Regions from separate parts of the Mus musculus genome. Here region 2 is linked to region 1. The links are chromatin contacts, called in public promoter capture Hi-C maps. All regions are on one chromosome and are shown on one strand. The core of a region is the stretch at or near the end of the contact, and the rest is flanking DNA. Distances in the headings are between cores, read along the strand shown. Region 1 overlaps Igf2bp3 (insulin-like growth factor 2 mRNA binding protein 3). Region 2 holds the start of Stk31 (serine threonine kinase 31).

The links. Promoter capture Hi-C pulls out the DNA fragments that hold promoters and counts their contacts.
Region 2: a contact with region 1 is called in a promoter capture Hi-C map of embryonic stem cells, with 2.6 times the contacts expected there. The contact joins the promoter of Stk31 here to the enhancer-like site in region 1. A contact is called at or near these places in 6 of 39 promoter capture datasets (embryonic stem cells, liver, pre-B cells and 1 more), 1 of 484 Hi-C or Micro-C datasets (regulatory T cells) and 2 of 9 other capture datasets (adipose tissue and liver).

The regions. Positions count from the first base shown.
Region 1 is chr6:49,097,487-49,103,707 of GRCm38.p6, reverse strand. The region is part of intron 10 of Igf2bp3 (insulin-like growth factor 2 mRNA binding protein 3); the gene reads left to right. It also overlaps a transcript of Malsu1 not described here. Among named protein-coding and RNA genes, the nearest start is that of Malsu1, 27 kb to the right of the region's middle. Within about 2 kb of position 4,412, at least 9 of the 459 cell types and tissues checked have an H3K27ac peak or open chromatin away from gene starts, as enhancers often do. A contact at or near this core is called in embryonic stem cells, where this site is marked.
Region 2 is chr6:49,394,209-49,399,572 of GRCm38.p6, reverse strand. Stk31 (serine threonine kinase 31) reads right to left here and starts at 3,969. Exons shown (of 24, transcript NM_029916.2): 1 at 3,889-3,969; 2 at 1,466-1,512; 3 at 1,325-1,377. The coding sequence starts at 3,938.

The sequences.
Region 1 (6,221 bases), core at 3,163-5,662:
GGGCTTGTTTTCCATTGGGTATCGTATGTTCCTGGTCAGTGAACCGAGGGAGTTTATCTCACAGTTCTACTGTGCTCATGTATAGAACATGGAATAGCTTGTATTCTGTAGAGATTATATAACACATGTGTTTATTTATGGAGACAGGACTTTTTAAAAAATGTATGTGCATGAGTATTTGCTCTCATGCCTGGTACTGACAGGTGTCAGAGGAGGGGTGTTGGATCTCCTAGATCTGTAGCTATGAATGGCCATTTGGGTGCCGGGAATTGAACCCAGGTCCATAGCAGGAACAATTGCTTTTAACCACTGAGCTTTCTTTCCAGCTCTGGCACAGGGATTTAATTGTTTAGACAAAGTCTTTCTATGTAGCCCAGGCTTACCTCATTCGCGTTCTCTTCCTACCCTGCTTCCCTGTGTTGTGAGCCATCATACTTTTTGTAAATCTTATTTTGCTATCCAGTTTTTGAGAATAGCTTTGCAGACGAAATGACACCTATCTAGGAAAATTCATCACTGAGTTTGCATCATTGGTCTTTAATATTCTAGGGTCATCCATGACGGATTTCTTTCTCCATTTGTTTGACGCTCTTAATATAGCTACCATGCACCTTAAGAGATGTTCAAGTGTTACAGTTTGAGAATTTAACTGTGCCACTACCTAGAATAAGGTAAATCGACAATGGTGTTCTTCAGGGACTCTAGAGTACTATCCTGTCAACACTGTACCATTTCAAAAGTAAGAATTTCCTTTTCTGTCCCTGAATCTGGTGTCACATTTGTGCTTTTACATGAGCAAAGCCATGGGGAGCAAGCCAGTGTTCCTCCCTGGTCTGCTTCTGTTCCTGCCTCTAGGTTTCTGCCTTGAATCTTGTATCTTTCTCTGCAACTCACCTGCCATATCCAGTTATTTAAACCTGGAAACTATGTAACAAATTGAGGTTGGCTTTAACAGTGGTGACTAAATAAGCACCTGGAAGTGATAGTATGTATGCACGGTATCTTCAGCCACTTGGTGGGGGTGGGACAGACTAAAGAAGAGAGGACTGCTTGAACTGACAAGTTCACATCACCCTGGGCATCCTGAAGAACCTGCTCCAGTACAGTGTACACAGATTGTCAACTGAATATCAAGTCTGAATGGATCATACACATCATGTAAAGCCTTCAGCTCAGATTTGGGTACTATGAAGGAGCTGGCAGCTTTGCTCCTGATGGTGACTATCTTGAGGAAAGAAGATTGGAGTCACCCCAAGTCTGACCTAGCTCTGCTGTAAATTTATGCTGCTGAAGGTCAGACTCCTTATTGCCCTGGGTCTGTTTTCAGAATGGAAAACCTGTAGTCTCAGCCTCCAGTGGCTGGGGCATGAATATTGCTGCGAGTTCTAGGTCAGGTTGGGCTACTTGGTGGGTCCAGGCAAGCCTAGGCTACAGAGCAAGACCTCAAGTTGAAAGCAAGTATGGTGTATGGGGGATAGAGAGGCCTGTGTTGATGCTAAGCACTTAGGAAATAGAGGCAGATGGATGGATCTCTGGGTTCAAGGCCAGTTAGGTCTACATAGTGAGTTCCAGGAGAGTCAGAGCTAAGTACAGACCCTATCTCCATGATCCCCCAGAAAGCAGAGTTTAAAACTACACAAAAGCTGGGCAGTGGTGGCGCATGCCTTTAATCTCAGCACTAGGGAGGCAGAGGCAGGTGGATTTCTGAGTTCAAGGCCAGCCTGGTCACAGAGTTAGTTCCAGGACAGCCAGGGCTATACAGAGGAACCTTGTCTCAAAAAAGAAAAATATCCCCCCCCCAAAAAAAAAAACTACACAAAAACTTGTGTAATTTACTTATTTTCTTAAAGAATTTCCTTAGAATTGCCAATAGAATTGTAAGGTATTTTTGTGAGGTATATTTAGGTATCAGAGAATGCTAGGACAGGTAAAGTCAAGGCCACAAACACTCTGGCTATAGGAAAGAAGTGTAACTTAGTTTTTGCTTTTTGTATCCCGATGGTGATGTCTTTAAAAAACGTTGGTTTTAGGGGGCTAGAGAGATGGTTTGGTGGATAAGGGTACTGGCTGCTCTTCCAAAGGATCCAGGTTCAATTTCTAGGTCATGACTGCCTGTAACTTCAGTCCTAGGGGACCTGACATCATCATCTGGCCTCCACAGGCACCAGACATACATACACACACACACACACACACACCAATAATAATAATAATAATAAACAAACAAACATTGGTTTTTATCAGTCCTGTGAAAGTTAGCAGGAAATTTAAGCTGGATCTTGGGGTGAGGGTTCTCTTCTCTTTTTCCACCCCCTTGTTTTTCCAGCCTTCCTTTCTGTACTTGCCTTGCTGTGGTCATCCCTCCCTGGTGCCTTTCTCACTCATTCACTGCAGTTGTCTGTGGAGTTCAGCATTACTATCTCCCTGCCTGAGGTGAAACTAGCTTTTCTCTGGCTATAATTTCCCCCAGGAATTGTAATTCTAGTTCCCAGGTTGATTAGACTCCCCTGGGAAGGGCCCTGCCCAGCTTCACTTTGACAGCTCCCCGGGTGACTTGGTCTGTAGTGAGACTGGCAGCAGCAGCCACCCACTGTCCCACTTTCCTGAATCAGATCTCAGTGGGAGAGGGCAGAGCTTGCACTGTGGCTTTAAGTGTTGACAGGAGGTTTCTTGCTGCTTGCTCATTGTCAAGAGCTGTTCCACGAGAGTGTTTACTAGGCAGGAGAGGAGACACAATTGCTGGAGGTACACATATTTTCTTTTCACATTGGTGCATGTGAGAAAAGATTTGAGGTGAGCACAAACACCCTGCTGATGTGTTCTTCTTTCTATCCTGTTCTGTTTTATTTCAGAGAATAGTTTAAAAGCCACCACCACGACCAAATACCTTTACCCTTTTATCTTGAGAGCAGCTGTCATTCAAACTCTAGGCATCCATCAAGCTAAAGCATGTCTGTGGGAGCCGCCACACGTCCATTCTCAGTCTTCTGAATCTACTGTGGTCTGCTGTGTAGATGGAGACTGTGCTTGCCTGTGTGTTATGGGAGCAGAGGGCTAGGTCCTGGGGTCAAAGGTAGACGGCCCAAAGCCAGTGCTGAGCCTCCTCCTCCCAGGACTGTTTAACACCATTCTCCAGCCCAAAGTAGTTACTCAGGCTCTAGCTAGTGGTTTTCAGTCCAGCCAGCAAAGAAACAAAAAATGTCAACGCTTGTAAGGGCAGTATCTGAAGCCTGTGTTGATATTTAACCCTTGAGAGGCACCCAGCTTTGTCTAGCTGCAAGGAAGCTGGGAAGCAATTGTTCTAGAGGTAGCAGTGTTTCTATTAAACATGGGTAGGAAAATAGATGTTGGAGCAGCCATTCCTGTCAGTCTAGGTGGAGTGAGCCTTTTCACCTCTTAAAGGAAACTCCGGAGCCTGTGAGTTCTTTCAGAGAGAAAGCGAGACTCAGAGTTATATGGGAGGACATTTCCTGTCATAGTCCCCACACCTATGGGCTATTTTTATTGACGTGCAGAGTATAAACAGGTGTTCTGAGAATCATCTTGTGTTTGTGGATACCACCTGAAATAAATTCTGCTTTCACATGGATGTCTATGATTCTCAGCTTTATTTCTAAATTTAAATCACTGATATGATAGTCCCCCAGTTTGAATTAACCCATAGTTGACCATTGCTAATATTCATTGAGGAGACATAGTACACTCCCTTGTACAGCTTTTTTTCTGTTTTGTTATTGTTCTAGTGCATTTCTCTCTGGTGTATCTCAGAAGTAGCTATAGAGAAACCACAGTGTGTATAGGGTTTTGAAGCCTCAGTGGCCTTCAGCATCCACTAGAGGACTTGAAGGCAGGAAGTAGTATATATGTAACTGTACTTAGCTATTTGTACTTGGTAAGTGGGACTACTTTGGGAAATACATTTTTTAAATTATTTTATATGCATATAAAATAATTGGCTTGCATATGTCTGTGTAACATATGTATGAGAAGGCCAGAGGAGGGTTTTGGATCCCCTGGAGCAGTTGTTTCAAAAGATTGTAAGACAACATGTAAATTCTGGGAATTGAACTCAGGCTGTCTAGAGAAGCAGCAAGTGCTCTCGCAACTGCTAGCCATCTCTCCAACCCTGAAACTAGAATTTTTAAGGACAACTGTTAAATTTACCAAAGCCTTACCAGTTTTGTTTTGTTTTGTTCTTTTTTCAGACAAGGTCTCATATAATCCAGGTTGGCCTTGAACTCACTGTGTAGCCAAGAATGATCCTGAATTTCTGGTCTCAAGCTTCTTTCTCTGAAGTGTTAGGATCACAAGTATGCACTACACTGTTTAGTTTTCTGTTGGGTGGGGATTGGACTCAGGGCTATGCACATGCTAAGCAGGCTTCTGCTAACTGAGCTACATCCCCACCCCTCAGCATTCCCTTGTCTGTTCCTTTTGTTATTACCTCACTGAAGAATGGAGTGTTGTGGGTCCTGGGATGAGCTAAGGGTTCCCGGCATTTACTCTGAGAGTGGTGAAGGTGACCCTCTGCCACACTGAGGTGACCATATTGTGATAAGAAGCTTGCTTTCTTCCTGTTCTTTCCTGTTCTGGGCTAGGGAGATAGCTCAGTGGTAGAGCTCTTTACTGTGCAAAGCTCTGGATCTGATTGATGTTCAGTTCCAAAAGAAAGACCTTGCTATTGGCATTTATCTCAGAGAATTCAAAATACTTATTAAAAACCATCTTCATCTTTGATGTTGTGTGGGTTAAGAGTGAATCTCTGCTTTTATTATAAATGCATATTGCTTGTTAAGAGGAGTTTGTGTGTGTGTGCACATATGTGTGAGTGTGCATGTATTTGTAGGGTGCACTGCATCAATGTGCACGTGGAGATCAGGGATCGGTTTTGTGCATCATCCTCTTGATCTCTGCCCTATTTTTTTCTATTGTATGTTTCTGTGTGTTCATGAGTCTATATGGTATGTGTTTGTGTTTCTTTATATGGTGTATGTGTACATGTAGGCATGCACATGTGTATGGATGTACATGCACTACAGCTCAGGTGTGGAAGTCAGAGTTGGGGGTGCAGTCTTAGACTTCATTCTTGTCCGAGGCAGCTGCCTGCCTCGCCTCGGATCCTCATGCTTATGTGACAAGTACTTTGGGCCACTGAGCCATCTCTGTAGCCCTCCACCTTATTTTTTGGAGTAAATTGGAATAAAGTTTTTTTCACTGAATCTGGTCTCATTGGTCTGGCTCAGCTGTCAGCCAGTAAGCTCCAGGGAGTCCCCTGTGTAGATGATGCTCAGATGTATAGGTGCATGCTGCTGTGCCTGGTTTCTCATAAGTGCTGGCTTCCAAACTCAGGCTTTCATTTATTGACTAACACATCTCCCTAGCCCTGAGAAGTAGATTTTGATGTGTAAACCACCCCCCACCCCCACCCCCACGACTTTTTATGGACTTTTAGAATTGTCTGTCTTCTTTATGTAGATTTATTTACTTCTGCTGTGTGAGAGGAATGGGCTGTCTGTGGATAAACTTCTTGCCCCTGTTCCATTCCAGATCTCTACTCACTCATCCTTCCAAAGTATTCTCTCTCCCAGAACCTGTGAGGTTGATTTCTCCAACCAGCCAAAGTGATGTATCTTTCAAAAGATTTCAGAGAGTCTCTAGTTCTTGCCTGGAACCTAGTTCACTCAGTACTTAATTGGCAAGACCCTCGTTTATAAATGACAGGAAATGCTCCTTTCAGAAATGCCCAAACAGTAGGGAAGTGAGAGTTGCCAGCCAGAGTACTAGCCAAGAGCTGGAGCTGGCAACGTGCATGCTCGGTGTCTTCGCTGGCCATGTTGGCAGCTTGCAGTTGGGTTGGCAGGAATCAACCTGTGGGCTCTTGTCTTCATAAACCTGGTAGCTTCTTTACACTCTTCTCTGAAGGCTCCAAGATAGTAGTTTGGCCTTGAGGTGGAAAGTACAGGGGCAAGAAAGATGAGTGAGCATTCTTTGTAGGTCACCAGAGGCACTCTAAGAACCAGACCAAGTTCCTGTCTCCTTCTAAAGCCAGGTAGGATCTCGTAGTCCTTAAGATTTTTCACTGTGGGTGCAGTAAACATTTCTAGGCAAGTAAACCACTGCATCATACTTGGTTATGGGGGAAAACTTCCTTTTTCTTTCTTTCTTAAGCTTTAGTATTCTGTTGAGGTCATAGAGTTGAGTAAACTTCATTTTAGTTCCAG
Region 2 (5,364 bases), core at 2,720-5,219, 300 kb before region 1:
GTACAGAAGCTTTTCCTCTCCCTATCTTTACTCCCTTTACAATCTACTACCACCTGATATGCTAGAAACTTTCAAGAAGTTTCTTTGAAATGGTGTAAGTGTATCCAAAATGGTCCAATGTTTGACATATTATCTGAGCTTCCACACAACATAACTTCTAACAAAACAATGCTGTCCCAAACCCCAGCATGGAAAAGGGGAAGTGGGTACCCCTAGCAAAGAAGCTACTCAAAATTGATAGCTTCTGGGAAAGAGAAAATCAGTATTCCTTAATGGAGGGATCCTGGATACATCAATCACACTGTGGATCAGGCCTCAGGTTCAGTCAACACAAACTCAACACCATGGGTTTTCATTTTGTTTTAAGGAACATGAAGTTGTGTGGGTAGGGAGGTGGGTGAGGATTTAGGAGTTGGGAGTGGGAATAAAAGAATCAGAATATACTGTATGAAATGATAAAAGAATAAAAAATAAAAATGTAAAACAGAAGTATGCTAAAAGATTATTTTATAAAGATATGGTGTATTTAACTAATTAATAAGTTAAATGTAATTAATGTTGTTTTTAAAACTATACTGCCCCAAACCTCCATCAACAGAACTATTCACTTGTATACCAAGAAAGTCGGGAAAACACAAAATTCCTGCGTGTGACTTACAGGTAGGCCAACTTGGAAAGGTGCTACCTACAATTCCTTCAGTGTCAGCAGGGACTATGATCCCACATATGCTACACTGGTCCACGACAGGATCAAGAGCAAAACTTTATTTTGAGGGGAAGAAGGGTGTGAGGTGGCTATGTCCACAATACTTTGAATAAAATCCTCAAAGAACTAATAAAAATGAGGAAAGTATTGTGAATGTGTTAAAGGCACAAAAAGAGGACAGAACTTAGCTTTCTGACACACACAGGCCAGAAAGCTAAGATCTGCTTTTGTTGTTTTTTTGGATGTTAAGTAATTTTTTTAAAAAGTGTTTAGCCTAAATTTTCAGGAAACAATCTTACAAAGACCCCTAGGTGGAGCTATAGCTTTAAAAATACAACAGCATGTGGCTTTCTGACCCCATTGAACATGACTCTGAAGTTCCAATCTTGATAATTTTCTTGTTTAATTCAATTGTAAGCATTTTTTTCAACATAGGAAAACTGCATGTTGCAATCAACTGTCTTGTAATTATGTCTTGTGTTATATGATTTAATCAAGATTAGGTACTGGGAATGAAAACAAAAATCACATTTATTATTAGATTTTTATTTTTGTTGGAAAACACTTGAGTTGATAAGAGGAAGGTAGAAAAGAAAAAACAACCAATATTATATTTACCTGGGCCCAAAATGTTACTGCATCTTCTACATGACTTCCAACAACATCTTCAACTAAAATAAAATCACAATGCAAAACAAATTAGAAGTTAATCAGTATCATTTAGTTATTATACCCCCAAATAATATTTAATGCCAGTACCTTTATTGTAATGTGTATCTTCATCCATTTGGACAAGTCCTGGAAAACTAACAATTCAATACCTTGAATTAGGTTTTTATATCCATTAACAGTGAAAAAAATCTAAACCACATATGTTCAAAGTATTTGCCCTAAGATGGTTATCAAAACTCAAACTCTATACTAAAAACTTCCTGTTTTCTCATGACTGTTTCTTGTATTTGTTCTGAAAATATTATAGTTTTCAATGGCAAAACACATTATCTCTGTCCCTATCATTATCTTTAGCCAAATCTTTACAGATTTACAAGTAAGATAACTCAAACAGATTTTGATCACTTATATAAATCAATATTTTGAAACAACATGCAGTGTGTGTGTGTGTGTGTGTGTGTGTGTGTGTGTGTGTGTGTTGTATGTGTCTTGCCTGAATGCACATCTGTGTACATGCAATGCATGTTGAGGCCAGAAGGGGGACAAAAGTGGGCTTCAGATCCACTGGGACTAAAGTTACAGCCATGTAAACTGCTGTGTTGATGCTTCCAGAGAACTAAAGTTCAATGTTTAACAAAACTAAGCTGTCCCAAGTCCCAAATGCCAACATGGAGGAAAGGAATTGAACCCAGTCCTCTAGAAAATCAACAATGCTCTTAACTGCTGAGCCATCTCTCTAAACCCATATTAACAACAACAAAAACAAAAACAAAAACAAAAAAAAAAAACAACAAAAAAAAAAACCTCTCAAACAAGAAAATTCCACAATAAAATAAAAAAATAAATAAATAATAAAATGCCTGAGAGTGGCTAGCCTGGGAGTGGCTATTGGCTATTTTGTTTTTTAAAATGCCCTAGAATTAAAAACTGAAATATATCAAATTTGCCTATTACTTCAAAAATCATGTTTATTACATAAAAAAAGTACTTCAAAAGAAGTGTCTACTACTTTACGATTTGATTCTCAAAAATCCAGGAATCACTTTCTACTCATAAATTAAAATGATAAAATATGTAATCTACTTCACTGTTCAATTCCAACTGATTTTATTTCATTCTCAAAATAGGCGCACTCTCCACCCTCCAAAGCTGGGGGGTGTGGTTAGAGCATTGGTTTGTCCTTCAACTTTAAGGTAATTCTACACATTCCAATAAATAGGGGAAAAACAATTTTTCACAAAACTGCCCTTAAAACGTAGGGTACATGCCATGGTTTGAGACTCATTTTTTGAGAGCTTTTAGATCATCCAAGAACATCTAATCTACATCAAGGTTTCAAATGCTCTCAACTATGAAAAGAGTAATTAACTCATCACAGCAAATAATGGAGCTTATTTATAGGAATTTAAAACTTGCAAATTTTGTCTAGCTTAATTTTTTTTCAAATAACATCACTGAATCATCTTCAAATCTGGGATCCTTTAAAAAGTAGTTTTAAAATTCAGCTGTGGAGAAGCTGTTTTAAAAAAAAAAAATGGAAACAACAATATGAACTAAGCAGTACCCCGGAGCTCTTGTCTCTAGCTGCATATGTATCAAAAGATGGCCTAGTCGGCCATCACTGCAAAGAGAGGCCCATTGGACTTGCAAACTTTATATGCCCCAGTACAGGGGAACGCCAGGACCAAAAAGGGGGAGTGGGTGGGTAGGGGAGTGGGGGTGGGTGGGTATGGGGGACTTTTGGGATAGCATTGGAAATGTAAACGAGCTAAATACCTAATAAAAAATGGAAAAAAATTTTTTTTAAAAAATGGAGTCTTTTAGTGAGAAAGAATATTTCTCTGGAAAACACTATTGTTTGCTTGGTTGGTTGGTTGGTTCTTGGTTGTTTTCGGTTTTTTGAAGACAGGTTTCTCAGTAGCTGTCCTGAACTCTCTCTGTAGACCAGGCTGGCCTCAAACTCAAAGATCTGCCTGCCTCTGCCTCCCGAATGGAGTAGGATTAAGACATGTGTTACCACTGTCACGGGCACAGAAAAAATTAAAAGTTTACTTTGGAAATCCTGCCACTTGTTTTAAGAAACTGGTTTTCTAGCCTTATTTTAAATCGTTGTTAAAAGACTTGCCAAGGAACTGTAGTGACTTTAAGCAGAGGTGGAGGGCACGACGGCGAATTCAAATCTCGCCTTGAAATGGGCCAAGGTGAGGTAAAGATGCTGGCTTTCTGGGGGGCCTGGAAGGCTAAAACCACAGACGTCGCCAGAGGGGAAGAAAGTCGTCCACACAGTGGGTCTGCGGGCAGCTCACCGAGATTTGTCCACACAGTGGGTCTGCGGGCAGCTCACCAAGATTTGTCCACACAGTGGGTCTGCGGGCAGCTCACCGAGAAGCTGCGGCGCCTTCGAGCTCGCCGGAAGTAGGCCTCAGCCCAGACCTAAAACGCCAGCAGCGTGGACAAGAACACCCTGGGAGCGGCCCCTGTCGCCCTCGCCACCAAAGACTACCACTGACCTTACACTTTGCGCCACAGCCGTCCCAGCAAAGAGCCGCTGGCCCCACATACCAGGCGCTCCACCCTCAGCCCTCCAGCCCTCAGGCCAGCCCTTGGCGCCGCTTACCGCCGAGCTTCCACGCCTCAGGGCACGCACTGCGCCTGCGCATGCGCGAGGTGCTGCTGCGCTATAGCGGAGGGAGCGCAGCCCTGGTCACGTGGGTGGCCGGCCTCAAGGCCTCGAGCGCAGCCAGGCCGCCCACGGTCCACGCACGCGCTCCGCTCTGCTCCCGAAAGCAGCAGCCTGGCCCTGTGTGCAGTCAGTTTATAGGAGGGCGCCCCACACCCCGCCAGTGATGTAAGACCGTGACATGAAGTTGCGTGGGTCTTCCTAATTTGTACCTCGAGATTTAAACTTTTTTTTTTTTAAAAGCCAAAATTGGGACAAACTGGATATTCTTTTCCCAAAGAAAAGAATACCGTAATAAGTGACAATATCATTTTATAGATCAATAGCTTTACACATATTTCTCCCCAAACTTCGCATCCACATCAAACATTGCAGGGGACAGCAGGGATCGGTGGGGACTGGGATGGGATAGGGTTATAGGCAAGTTATTACACTTGGAGGAAACATTGCACAGCTAAAAACCATCTCTATCTAGTTCTTTTGTTTTGCAAAGGAATGAATTAAAACCAAGGCCTCACGAAAGATCACTACCAAGGAGCCCTCCATTTAATTTCTAAAGCTTAAAGTATAATTTGCATAGACTACAGATATTAAAGTGTAAAGTATTTTAATATTTTTATACATCACTGAAGTCATCCCCATAATAAAACATTTCCATCAACCTCAAAAGTTTCTTCATGTTGTTTACATTAACTGGCCCTCCTTATGTACCTTTCTGTTTCTTGTAACTGAACGTTAATTCTTTTTTTTTTTTTTTCTAAAACTGTTGACAGAATCACACATAAAGACCATTTTATTTGCCTTCTTTCAAATGGCATGGGTATCTTAAGATAATTCCACCTGTTTTCTTCTATATATCAACAGCTTGTAACTTCCCAGGTACTAGTCCACTGTGGATGCCTAACAGGTTTTCTACATTTCTGGGTAGAAGGGTTGTTTTGACTTTAGACTTCTCTCAAATAAAGCTGTTATGGCCTTCAATTCTTTCCGTGGACATACCCTTTCATTTCTTTTGGGCTAATGTCCCCTAGTGGATGGTTAAATGGTAGAAGAGTGTACAAGAAGTTGCCAGACTATTTAACAAAGAAGCTACTCTAATTTATATTACCACCATCAAAGTTTATATATTCTAGTTGCAAGGCTGAAGAAATGCCTCAGTAGTTAAAAGTAATGTCTGGTCTTCCAGAGGTCCTAGGTTTTGTTCCCAGAACCCACCCATTTGGCAGCTCACAAAGGTCTACTCCAGTTCCAGGGAATCCAACAGCCTCTCTGACTGCCTCAGGCACAAGTGTTGCACAGACATAAA